Linked DNA regions of Drosophila melanogaster: region 2 is linked to region 1. The links are chromatin contacts, called in public targeted proximity ligation maps. All regions are on one chromosome and are shown on one strand. The core of a region is the stretch at or near the end of the contact, and the rest is flanking DNA. Distances in the headings are between cores, read along the strand shown. Region 1 holds the start of stai (stathmin). Region 2 holds the start of slam (slow as molasses).

Region 1 (7,123 bases), core at 4,521-7,020:
CCCATTATTCTGCTTATTAAATGTCCTGCAAAAACGATTTAATATTTTTGGATGTACATACATATGCACGTTCGTCGTCATATCTTTAAAAAAGTTAATTTGTTAAGCGATTTTTGGTATATTTCACGTTACACCTGCTAAGTCTATCTGCCGCCGTTATCTTCAATTCCCCTTTTTTTTAATAATGTTAAAACGTTTTGTTGCCCACAATGACAAGCGCAACACTTGAAAATCAAACGTTTTTCCCCTTTCTATGTTCTGCCCTTTTTAATACGCATAAAGGGCGCTCGCTGGGCAGAAGGATTTTGCAGGAGCAATACGCAGGGGATCAGGGTTCAGAGTCCAAAAGGGTTATCCTTTGTATGCTCACCGCCGTAAGCAGGTCGAATAAATTTGCTGGCGATTTAAGGCGCAACAGCTTAACGTCGACGAGGAGGCTGTGCAAATCAAATTCTTGGGCACAAGCCACACTGCGTCAAATATGTTTTATATCCTGCCGTGTTCCACGACTTTTCTGTTCTTTTTTATATTTTTAATGCCCATCTTCCGTGGAAATTGCGAGGTGCAGCCTCATTTTAAACCGTCTCGTATATTGTTTAAAGTCAGTCTTGTATGTGCACATAACATTTTATAGGTGGAAAGAGCAACAGAATTTATTCGCACACACCACTGCCTTTCTCTTTCCTTCCTAGTGTTGTGTTCCAAGTTAGTGCGACGGATGCTGGAAAATTTCTGTTTATGTCACTGGAGAAATTTACGTGCTACCCATCAACGTTGGCGCAGTCTGGCAATTGCAGTGTCGAGGGTGATGATATCTGTCTGTTTCACCGTTGAGACCCCTGGAGCTTTGGCACATATGCCTACACATCGTTGATGAATTTGGGGCTTCAGAAACATGATCAAAATATCATCCTCTTGGCAAAAGTTTATATACATTATGAAGGTTATTAGGAATAGTTGATTCGCTGTTCTTTCGATGGAAGCATTAAATATTATTCGAATTACTTTTTCTAGTTTCCTTCAGCCGCTAAACTTGTATAGAATTTTTTATGGGGGATGTTTGCTTGTGCTTTTAGGGGTTGAATCACCTGTAAGTGTGTAGTGTTCCACCAACAGAAGCCGCAAAAACGACAGGAAGCAGCTCACTAAAACACTGCCTTGCTGTTTCAATGTTATCACAATACAAATTATACACTAGTCGACATAAGAGTGTTTACTTATGGAGTTTTGCTTAAAGTAAAATGTGACTAGTCGAAATGTTGGTTTTGTGATTAGTTATATTGAACTATTTTTCTAAAGGACCCAGAACCTTGTTTCTCGTAGTGCAGAATCTATTCGAATTTAAATTGCGAATGGGCAGGCAGCAGTGAGAACTCAAGCACCAGTTCCCCAATGTAATGACCACCATATGCCCACCAATCCTCCAAGCAATTCCCTTTGCACATGTGACGCTTTACGCGGAGTTCGTTCTGCACACCGTGCGTGATGCACACACATCATTATTAATACATTTGCACACGTAAGTTAAGGAGCGAGCGGAAAAGGATAAAAGAAAGTGAGTTGAGGGGGTGCTCAATTTCAGCTTCAATTCAGCTTCAATTCACCTTCAACCCCAAATGGCAGTTGGCTCCTGTCGCTTTCCCCTATGCCACTTGTAGCATGGCCTTTTGAACTTTCGGAATGGGTAGGAAATGAATTGCAGAGACGAAAATCGAGTTCACAAATTAAATTCAATGCCCCATGGGTCTTCGTGGACCAAATGCTAGTCTCTATAGACGGAACGGTGCTCGTAGAATAAAATTGAGTTTGTGCAGGGGGGAAAGGAGACATTTTCAACGCTTCTTGATTGGCAAAAACAGTGCAGTCGATCTAGCCAATTAAGTATTTACCACCCCTTATTAACGACCTATTTACGAACAATATTCAACATTTAGCAAAAGGTAGTTGAGCTTTTCAATTCTACCAATAAAATGATTCTTTAAAAGTTAAGGCCTTTTCCCGCTTTAAAAAGCAGTATCATCATCCTGCAGGTTGCTCTCCTGTTCAGTCTAGACGTTGTCTGCTGGGCATTAAAACGTATATAAAGGTGTTTGGTGGCCGAGTAATTGCGAAAGGATTTTAAGGATGCCGTAAGTGCTCGCTTCTCAATTTTATGTTATACGCATTTTTATGGGTGCAGAAGGCTGGACACGCGTACATTGTTGAAATGAATACCTAAATGCGTTCTTAAAAGTCTTTAAAAACGAAAATAAAATTCCCTTGGATCTGCGCTACAAGCTCCATACCAAAATTTCTAATAAACTTAGCTCCTTTTTTTTACATTAGCAACTTACTTAACTCCATCCATCCGAACTTTTGTGCTTTCAGCTGTCATTTGCATCACTTAAACAACAATTACGTGGCCTCAGGACATCTCCTTGAAGTGGAGGACCAAGCAATAAACGAGGCCTTCTGGTGACAACCGATGAAGTTCCAACCCCCCAAAATCACAGACACAGACTCCGCCTTCATATGAATAAGTAATGCCAGAATTGGTAAGCGAAATCGGTGGAGAACTCATCGCCTGCCATTTTCGGACTTGGACTTTGAAATTTCAGAAAAATATGATTTCCCGAGGAGGAGCAAACTTAGCGTAGCAAAATCCTGATCCACGCTTGCGGTACAGACATGCAGCAGACACATGACCGGAGCCTTGGGACAGAATTGCGGCCGGAGTGGTTCCTTGTCCTGGATGCGCCGCATTGTTGCCGCATTTCACTGGCGGAACCGCCACTCAACTTCCGGTTCAATAAACTTTTGCGAAAAGTGTTCGCGCACATAGTATGCCTCCTCTCTGCCTTTTTTTCGCTGTCGGGGGGGACAGGACAGGACAGCTCCCTTCTCGTCCTTCCTACGAAATTGTATATAATGATAACGATTTTCCCCCCACTGCACCCTTTTTTGCTGTGAGTGTGGCAACAACTGACATTTATTAACGGCCTTTATGTAGGTCTCCGGCGTTAGCGTTGCAATGCGAGTGCAGGCAAAGTTCGCTGCCACGATTTGCTGCATTATTAACCTTTTCCGGAGTAAATCGCTCGGTATTGCGCAAGGACAACGAAGTTGTGTGGCTAACCGTACATTTGCTGCGTAATCGTTTTATGTTAGTTGTTAGGTGCAATTAGAAATGCTTTCCTAACTGCTCCTATTTACACTATCCAATGCCACTTGAAGGCATTTATTGGTTTTTAAATCATACGGTGGTGCCACAAACTGTCCATATATTTGACTTCTCTTTATATGCTTGTCAATCAAAAATTAATGCAATTTGATGGAAATAACAAATCAATGAGCAGCACAAGCACACCGCGAAATCAAAATATTCCGTCTGCGAAACTCAACAGCAATAAATCAGTTATGAATTTATTGGCAAATGTCGCAAAGTCAAAAGGAGCAAGTTCCCCAACTCTTGGCCCACACAAGGGGATTGCTGTTGGTAATTACAATGCCATAATACACAAATGCCACCGCTAAATATGCGGTTAATGATTCCGGGGTCCGTTTCCGCCAAAGCCGTCATCATCATCAGAATTCAGGATGAGGAGAACGATAAACGCAAGCGTATGGATTTTATTATGGATTAGGCAAATGACTTCGGCTTAAAGAGCTCTGACAATAATTTAAAACAAAATATGTGTACAAACAATTAAGCTTAATGGTAAATCTTTAAAGCATGACCTCTTTTTGAGAGAAACTGACGTTGTTGACCATTTACCAAGAATCAAAACATAAAATATTAACAAAACTTAATTAGTTACTCTTCTAAATGTACTTTAACAAAATAAGATTGGCTTCAACTAAATGACTCCTTGGGAAAGTACACAAAGTTCAACCCGAAATACAAATGCAGTGAAGGAACGTGCAAACATGGTGTGCGAGTTGTAGACCCTCTTCTAGTTCCCGAGTTGTTCGAATCATTATGTATTCCTGTCATGTGCCTCCGAAACATGTCATAGTCTCAGCAGTCTCCCCGGCTGAAAACTCACTAACAACTTGGGTTTCTGTATTTTGCAACGATATTTGCTATTTGAACTAAATAAGACAAAATGAGACGGTTCTGAAAATCTAACGGAAAAATCAATACCGGACGACTCCTGTACTGAATATAATAAGTTTCGAATCAGTTGAGTAAGAATATAATAACATGTAATAAAAGAACAGGTTTTTTTTTATATAAATAAATTTAACTTATTTTTAATACAATAAATGGTATTTGCAAAAGCTGTTAAATTCATAAAAAGTACAATAAAACAATACTGCTGACCAAAACAAAATAAAATATAATCCTTAGCAGATAAATAAAACTTACCTTCAGTATCAACAGTGTTGTTCACCATTTTAAAATTCTGTTGTTTCGGACTCGAAAGAAATTAAAAATGTTACAGAAACTAAATGGGGTATCACAACTAAAGCTCTGCAAAAAAGAAACAAAAAAAATAAAACCAGATATACAAATTAATAATCGCGCACTTTAAAGCTAAAAAATAAGGGTTTTTTGCTTAATTAAACGCCATTTTTTTATAAAATATAATTAAACAATATTTATTTTACTTATAAATCAAAAAATAAATTAAATATAATTTATAAAAATAATTCGCTTTAAGCACGTTTGATTAGCAAAATTTCACAAGCAAAGTCAACAAATTTCATTAGAAGCGTTGTAAAAAGCAATGCAAAGCCAAAAATAACGGAAAAATCGAGTTCGTTCTAAGAAAAAGAACAAAACAAAGTAGGAAAACAAAATATGTAAAGAGTTTCTTGACAGTCTCAAAAGTGTGTAAACTTGGATTTTGTTGTTTATTTTCTTGTATATTTAATATTTTTAATTTTTTTTTTGATTTATAAGTAAAATAAATATTGTTTAATTATATTTTATAAAAAAATTGCGTTTAATTAAGCAAAAAACCCTTAATTTTTAGCTTTAAAGTCAAAAATTCAACTTATTTCACAGTGTGTAAACAGTTTCTTGACAAACTGTATGTACTTTTGCTAAAGTCAAATGGGCAGGATATTTGAAAATATACCCGTTGCGTTTTGCACAACTTTGTGAAGCGAAATATGTATGTATGTTTGTATATTGCTGCCATATTTAAATGATAATATATAAAAATTAAATCATTTTAAATGATCAAATCAAAAATGATCATTGAAACTACACACACACATAAACATGTATGTATGTCTTTAAGTTCGCCGCAACTAAAGCGTTAAATACCTAAATATTCATGTACGTTGAGGTGAGTATAGATATGCATATTAAAGAAATTTAGATAGTCGCTGACAGCACTTTCAACTCCGTTAGGGCATTCAAATTACATTCAAGTACATACTTTATGTGTGTATCATATGTACAATGTACCACCACACAAAGTTCATATAATGCGTACATACACACTGATCTGCACTTTGTTACGGGAAAAAGAAGAGGTACAAAGCGCGAGGGAAAAGCAACAAAAGAGCTCTGCGCAAGTTGCTGTTGGTGCAATTGCGCAGTGGCGAAAAAAGGGATCTTGCACTGGATCAAACCAGATTGCACTCGAGGTTCAGAGGCCACTCACCTGTAGATTGCTTTCCAATGAAATAAGTTAGCACATGTACAGTTAATAATAGCATTCAAATAACGATAGACACACTGGACACTTTTGAATTGTTAACAGTTAAAATACGGTGCGAGAACTTCGGCAGTTGTTTTTTACAGTTGTGATCGCGTCGGCGAAAATTAAGCGAATGAGCAAGGAAGAAACAGAAAGCAGAGAAGAAAACGAAAGCAGCGACGCGGCGTCGCGATCGGTGAGCACCAGCTGGGCTTTGTTGTTGTTGCTGACCTGGAAGCTGTGCGAGTGGAAAAGAGATGGCGCCAGTGCGTCTTTTGTTTGTTTTCTTTTGTCGGTTATAATTCAAATGACAATTTTGAATTTATTATGTACGCCCAAAAAAGTCTGTTGAATCCCAAAAGTAAGATCCTAAACTTTTCAAATAAATACGAATGAGTGTTGTGACACTTCAAAAGAAACACAAGGACAACGAACTTGATTATGTCTTCCTTTTTGAAGCTTTTTATTCATTTAATAATTATAAATAATATACATACATACGTACATCCACTTGAATCAGGTTAACAATATTGACATATCACTTAAGCCACCTTGACTTCGATAAAAGTGAAATTTGATCAAAGTGCCGGAAAAACTTGTTCACGCACTATGAAAATAATTATAACAAAACTAGTTTAGGTGCGTAGACAGTAGACAGTTTTCACTTTAACGCCCATTTAAATTTAAATACAGCCTATACGATCTATGGCAAAATTGATGAGAAATTTAATTGAAATCTGATAAAGTTATCAACGCAGAGTTGACAAAAGTCAGAAAATAGCAATAAGAAACACCTAATAGAGAATTTAAGATGCTGCAGATTTGAACAATAACTCGTTCAACACGTTTCACACCTTTGTCTGATATATGTACATACATAAATAACTCCCACGTAAAGGAGTATATAAATATGACTTCGGAGTCCCCTTTGTGCCGCCCACCAGCGATTGAAGGTCATTTTGTCACAACAAAGAACCAGGAAGACCACTGCTGAGCTCCACCGCATTAATGACAATCCTGAAATATTATAATTTCTTATTTCACTTGGAAAAAAGAATTCCTTTTTCAAGTTGTTGCAGGGGAGAAATTTGTCTACTTTCTTTTTAATAAAATTTTATTACAAGTACAATTAAGCCTATCTCGTTCTTAAAGGTAGGTACCAGTAGGTACTGGTTATGAGGTGGATCATTGAACATTTCAAACAGGGTACATGGTATATTGTACCTTAAGGTACAAGGTAAAGAAGACAAGCCACGTTATGCAGCGTACTGGGTGCAATATACGCGTTGCAAAATAAATATCGCAATATACTTGAATTCTTATGTATATAAAAATGGTTAACAATTATGTACTTAAAAACATTAAGCTTATTGCGATAATTTTTAAAGTTACCTATCGATTAGAGAACAGCTGTGAATATTTTGATATTTCCAGCTGTTAACATTGCAGCCCATCAGCTGTTTGCTCACGTCACCAGTCTGGCAGCCCTG
Region 2 (6,890 bases), core at 3,447-5,946, 270 kb before region 1:
CGCATACTCGCTGAGGAAGTACATGAAGCTCTCGAGCTGCTCCATCGAGCAGCCGCGGAAGCCATCGTCGCGTCCAATGTTGTCAATGGCCCGGATGATGGAGCGCAGCTTGTGGACATATTGCGGCGTGTTGCGGCAGTGCTCCAGCGAAGAGTCGGCCAGATTCGCGGGCTTGGCGTAGCCACGAATGCGCTGCTCCACACTGCGAAGTTTGGACTGCTGCTGCTTGAGGGTCTGCATCATTTGCGGCACGGACATGGCGGGTGTGGCGGCAGAGGGAGGAGCCTTGGCAAACAGCTCGTCCAGGGGAACCGCCTCGTAGTCCAGGGAGAAGAGATCAGGCGAAAAGGACAGCCTACCACTGTTGTTGCCGAAGCTATCGGACTCGAACTCCGTCTGATCCAGGTCGCTGGTCTTGATCGCCTGGTTGGCACTGATGCTGCTGTTGGGCCAGGAGTACTTGCTGCGACCCTCCAGGCCATTGCTGGCACCTGTCTGCAGACCCACCAGTATGCTGTAGCTGCTCTCGATGGAATACTTCTGGGTGGTGGGCCAGAACTCAGGCACGCTGCTGAACTCAATGTGGTCAACGCCGAAGCGCAACTCCGACTGCTCTCCGCTGAGGAAGGCAAACAGCCGCTCGATCTTCTCGCTGGACATCAGTTTTCCGCTGAAGGGCACTGCGAGATCTCCGCTGGCGAACCAATAGTGAGAGCAGCCCTTCACACTGGGTGGACGCTCGGGCAGCGACTGTCGGACGGAGTCGGAACTGGGAGCTCCGCGAATGAACTTGTGTCCGTCGATTCCGAAGGCCAGGTCACGAGTCTCCCAGCTTTTCTGGGTGAAGATTTCGTACAGCAGTCGCAGGCGCTCCGGGCTGTTCTTGAAGATTTCCAGGGAGACTGTGAAGTCCCCAGAGGTGATCCAGAACATTGAGTGCGCCTTGCCGGTCGGACTCTCATCCTGGGAGTTATCAATTTCAACAGTCGGGGCATTGGCGAAGAACTCCCGCTCACTGCACGGTGTGGAGGGTGAGCTGGAGGTGGCGTCCAGATCGAGCGGATGATCCTCCCGGATCACTTGCATGGCCAGGGAACTGCGACGAGGGCGCTCCTGGATGAGAATCGGACTGAACAGTTGTTGTTGCGCCGGACTGGAAGCATGGCGTCCCTTAACTGGCGTGGAAAAACCGGATGGCTTCGATTCCGTGGCTCCAAGCGAAGATCGGCGTATCGGACTGTTGTCCATCGGATCGTTCGAGCATGTCTCAAAGCCCTGATCCACGAAACTGTCCCGCATGGCCTGTACCAGGGATTGCCTTGGTGTCTGACTAGGAGACTGATCGCTGTCTGCATTCGGCGAGGGAGATGACATCACGGTGAGGGTGTATGCCGACTTGATCTTCCGGGGCGAGTTCAAGTGGCGCATCAGTGACTTATCCAACTCAATGAAACTTGGCTCGGGCATTGGAAGTGGGTTACAGATAGCACCGGACTTCTTCTTGGCCGCTCCTGATAGCGGAGGCTTGTAATCTGAATCGGAGTCCGTTGAGGTTATTGCAGTGGCCTCGACAATGGAGTTCTCCTTTTTCCATGTAAGAGTTCGGCGCATTTTCTTCTTGCGTGGCGGACGCTGGGGCTTGGCAAAATCAAATTCACCTGTCTGCAAGTCATCCTTGGGCGTCTCTGGCTGGGATTCGTCGCTGGTTATCTGTGATAGAAAATTAAGAACAATGAGTCAACATTCATGAATCCACTTATTAAAGATATCACTTACCTTGGGGAGTGTAGACAACCCGGATTCACTTTCCTCAGCCTCGGATTGCTTGCAGCTGGATGCACTGGAGGTAACTTGACTTAGACTGGGTCGTGGGGCTGGCACTGGCGGCGCCTGGCGCTTAATGCGTCGCGGAGTGACTTGAACGATGGGATCCTGAGCTGTATCCATCTCCTTCTTTTCCTCGACTTGTGTCTCCTTCTTGGACTCGTTATCTAGCTCTAATTTTGCGATGGCCTCCTCCAGAAGCCGCTCGACGGCGGACTTTTGGCTCACATCCTCCAGAGTAGCGGTGCTCGGCTCAAGTAGCGGTTGCTCCAGAAGATTACCCTCCTCGGTGGCTATCTCAATGGTCTGCTGACCGTCAGACACACTCGTAATGTCGAACTGGACACCGTTCTCCGAGCTGAGCCAGCTGTAGAACAGGGTTTCGAGGTGTTCGTTCTGAAAAAACATTTGGCTATCCGCACCGGTGCGCTCCTGTCGAGTGCGTCGGATTTTCTTTGGTGGCGCATAGGCCTCCGTTGGCATCATGGTGCGAATCGCGGCGAGGTTTCGCTTCTGGGATGGCTCTCGGGCATGTTCATCGCTCTGACGATCCAGGCATCGGCGGGGTCGTGGCTGTGGAGCTCTGCGCTCTGGACTTGGCTTGAGGATCACAGTCAGGGTGCTCACATGCAGCTGGGAGGTGCATGTCTCCGTTTTGCTCTCAGTCGTCTTGGGGGGAGAGACACCACCTGGTCGCGGTGGCGATCCCGGCTCCAGGATACATTTCGCTTCCAACTCCTGGGCGAGATGCTTAACACTGGCTTGTCGTTCAGCCACCACCTCCCCTCGTGCCACCTGTTTGTTTACCTTCTCCTTGAGATCTGCGGCATGTGCAGTGAACTTGGGGTGCTTGGCTGCCATGTCACCGATGAACTTGTTGAACAGCAGGGCTTTGTCCTTCACGCTCAACTCGCGGAAAACTTCCTCGGCCACCAGGCAGGGTCCTTGAACTGGGGACTCTAATGGCGACACCAGGCGGTTCTGTGCCTTAACCTCCGGCGACATCTCATTTTGCAGCTGAACATACTGTGGTTCCTCTGTACGTCGCATCACCTGGCTGATCTTGGAGTTAAACAGCTGGGCCATCTCCTTGACCTTCATGGGCAGCGACGCGGATACCTTTCTGGAAGCCTGATATGCAGAGCGTGGCGTCTCCATCTCCGGCAGCTGTTCGTATTTCTGCTTGAGCTCGCTGATCTTTAGGTGGCCACTACCCACTTTTGGCTTGGGCGGCGTGACCGGATCCGACTGGAGGGCCAACTTGGCAATTGTGCTGGCCACTTTACCCGTGTTACCCGCTGCCTTGGTGGTACCCAGTGTCTTTGTTGGCGTCACAGGTACCTCTTCGTCGAAGTACTTCATCAGATTCTCGATGCTGGACAAGTCCAGGTCGGTAACCTGCACTCGGCGCGGTGATGCAAACGAGTTTTGGTACTCCAGGGCGGTCAGGAAGCGATCATCATCCAGCGAGGAAATCTCGAAGAGTTCCTCCCTGGTCATCGTAGCTCGGAGCAGGCCACAGGCGGTGCTGGCATCTCCGTGGCGGCTGGAGCGACGACGTTCCTCGATCTCCGCGTTCAGCTGCAGTAGCTCGCTGAGATCATCACTGTTCATGGCTGCCGTGTCCACTACCATCTGGTTGTGCTTGGACTGGTTGTTCGGCGTGGAATTGCTTAGGACCATTTTGGTATTAGTTTGCTGTCTTGTTGTTGACGTTAGACGTTTCAGTTTGTAACTGTGGCTTTCTGGCATTTTGCTAATAGCTTATATACAATGATCAGGTAAAATATGGATTGGGTGCAGATTTTATTGCCCACCCACTGCCTCAGATTTTCCTTAATCCAACTAGCAGCGATCAGGTAAGATTAACAGCCGCAGCTGTCGGATCGATGGATTTTCCTCGCGCTAACCGATATTTAATTATTTTCGCGAACCTTTCCGCTATAAATATATATCCAGGTGACCTGAAACAAAGAAAACAGGTAGGTAATATTAGGGCTGTGCAATAGATGTAAAATGTAAGGTTCTGGAAAGAAGGGATAACCGAGGATTCACTCGAAAGACAGCTGACGGAAAGTCCTTAAAATTTAAATTCCAATTATTGCAGTAACTCAGCGAAATCAACTCCCAGCATCATCATTATACTGCAACCGAACGAATTTTCCGAGAAAAATGCGAATGTTAACAAGACCCAGGCGAATTGCAGCCACAATAAAAATCACACACTGAAAATTCTTCATCTGACTATTGCTGAAATTTGGAGCGAAAACGAACCGAATTCAGGACCCCAGGGATAAGCAGAACTTTGCTTGCAGTTTGCCACAAAGTGACTTTCACACCGACAGAGCCATAAAATGAAATCAGGGGCTGAGATTTGCGGATGCTCAGGTGGCAGAGCTGGAGCTGATGAGTTACAGAGCTACAATGATAAGTTCCATAATGGGATACATCTTTTAACTGCCTGATATTTAACGATTTTATCTTTAATTTTTGGTTTTAATGCGCTTTTTTACTTTTAGCAAAACGGAGTGCCTATTTTTTTATCACAAAGCTGAAGTTGTTTACATGGGAAGGGTATACTTTCCAAATATTCCAAATTTTCAAGACAAAAGCGTTCTCTAACCCTTTTTTGGGCTTTCTAAAACAGGCCGGCTATTTATATAAATTAGTTAACTTACTTTGTTAAGGATTTCCTTGTTGAACTATGATCTACTTTAGGCAACACAGTATTTAACACGCACAACTTCATAAACAAATTACAAATTAATTTTGTAAACAAAAGACCGCGAAAAAGCGTGGTTATTTGCGCCAAATAACATAGTACATTTACATCGATCTAAGGGCTCATTTGCCGGCTTTACGGAATATCACAGCTGATAATAAAGCCAATCACCACGAATTAAGAATCAGCTGATTGAATCAGCATCAAAGCTCAGTGCTTTTTAAACCGTAAACTAATCTAGACTTTAAATATCATCATGGGCTCAAGAAAATGATTAGAATGTCAATAACTTATATTCTAGGCAGACCAGTGAAGATATGAGAATTCGATGGCTATTAACGGCCAAAACGGCTTACAACTCAATGATACGATAAATTCAAACGGATTGCTCCCGTGGCCTGAATTCTATCAGACGTGCCTTTATTGGTATCTGAATATATTGCTATTTAAGCCAAAAGAGGCACACCAAAATCATTCAGATGGACAGTAGTTGGTCAGTTGGCAAATACCCCAAATGACAAACAAAGCAATCCCCGAAATACCATTCGACGGTGAAAAACATTTACAAACATTGTGGTCGCCAACAGCAGCGGCAAAAATTTAGTGGGTGCTTTATGATAAACTCATGTGGCTGGCGTTCCATATCCAACTGGAATGGACGGGGACGCAGTGGTTCCACTTGCTAAGTAGCCACCGCTTCTGTCGGCGACACCGGAACGCGAATATTTGGTTTCAGATTTTGGGCACTCAATGCAGGGCCATGCAATTTTGAAAATCTGAGCGGCGGCATGTACCCCGCTTTATCAGTGCGGGTTAATTAGACACTACCAGTTCTGTAATGTTGGCAATTATTTCATTGCCGCAAAATCCGTTTACTCGCATAACATGCCCACAATCGGTCTGAATGACGATGCGCGACTTGTAATTTCATCAGCCCTATCAGTCCGTCCGTCCGTCTGTCAGTCTGTCTGTCTGTCTGTCTTCCAGTGCGCCACCTTCGCTGGCAAATCAATCAATTCCGCACAGACCCACATACATACATACATACTTACTCCGCCGAGCGAGCGCACGTGACATGGAACCCCGAGTGGCGGGCAAGACCGCCGGAATCCGGGGGTCAAGGAACGAACCTCAGCCGAGCCGAGTGGAGCACCGCCGTGGCGATCAGAAGCAGCGAGTTTGTTGCTGGCTTCCGACTAACACCACACCATTCGCAATTCGCTGCTCCGATTGCGTCACTCGGCTTTCCGCGTTCCGCTGGCCAAGCGGTTTATTTTAAAACTAATTATAAGCCAGCCCAAATATAATGCACAGCCGCTTTGAATTACATGAATGAATGAAATTCAGCACTGATAAGCCGTTCGACGGAAAGAGGAACTGCTGGCCATATCGCAATAGCCCACACTCAGCATAATGTAGCCGCGTTGGATGAGCTCTGGAATTCAGACTGCTAAAGATGTGTTTATCCTTTACATTTTGCTGACTCACAAGAAACTAGAAAATAATCTGAAACATACCAAATTGGAACCGCAGAATATTGATTTAGATGACTGAGCCCCACACCCCATTTCACATGAGTAGCTCGAGTGTCTCGAGGCATACGTTCTTTATCGCAGAATCAATTCAAGTTTCCCGTTTCTAGTCCATTTGTGGGGCAAAGACAAACGTACGGTCGCCCATTCATCGGAAACAACCACGATTTGGGGCTGACCGCTGTTTGACACGCGGCTCACGCGCTATCATCCCGGCAGGTTGTTAATGGCCCATTAATGCGGTTGCCAGGCGAAACCGACCGCTTGCCACGCGCCTTCAAGACCCACGCGGCGTATGAGCGATTTGCGCGACGACCTTCAACAAGTTGCACAGTGCAACCACCGACTTGGGGCCGGGATTTGGAATCTAAGTCGGATTCTGGATGGTCGTCGCCCTCTGGGCTGCCGTCTGCTCCGCGCAGGATGGGTGTTAATTAGCAAATAAATAAAAGCACGCCGGGTAACACATACGCACCGTGGGCAAGCAAGGAAAAGCACACGTGAGCTCTTCGGCAGAGGAAATCGGCAAAAGTTCAAGGTGCACAAACAGAGTCGAAACATTTTGTACTTTTAAAAAGGTTCTCGCTCACACTGTTAAATATTTCGACTGAAGGAAGCATCCCATTTTCTTTATTTCCTCTGCGTAGGTGTGAGTACCTACCCCCCTATTTTTTCAGTGCCTGACAGCGAACATCCTGGAAGGGCATCTACTGCTCACCGATGTCTTGTCTATCACGTTGCACACGTAATTGAAAATTAACTCAGTCCGTGTCGGAAAATCCGCCCGACAGATGCGAACCGCATACGCAATT

The links.
Region 2: a contact with region 1 is called in a targeted proximity ligation map of the Kc167 cell line, with 6 times the contacts expected there. A contact is called at or near these places in 3 of 107 Hi-C or Micro-C datasets (embryo and gastrula embryo) and 1 of 7 datasets of targeted methods (the Kc167 cell line).

The regions. Positions count from the first base shown.
Region 1 is chr2L:6,099,024-6,106,146 of dm6, reverse strand. It overlaps stai (stathmin), which reads right to left and starts at 5,770. Exons shown (of 7, transcript NM_164682.3): 1 at 5,598-5,770; 2 at 4,349-4,453. The coding sequence starts at 4,376.
Region 2 is chr2L:6,370,194-6,377,083 of dm6, reverse strand. It overlaps slam (slow as molasses), which reads right to left and starts at 4,696. Exons shown (of 3, transcript NM_135176.3): 1 at 4,503-4,696; 2 at 1,777-3,788; 3 at 1-1,710. The coding sequence starts at 3,507.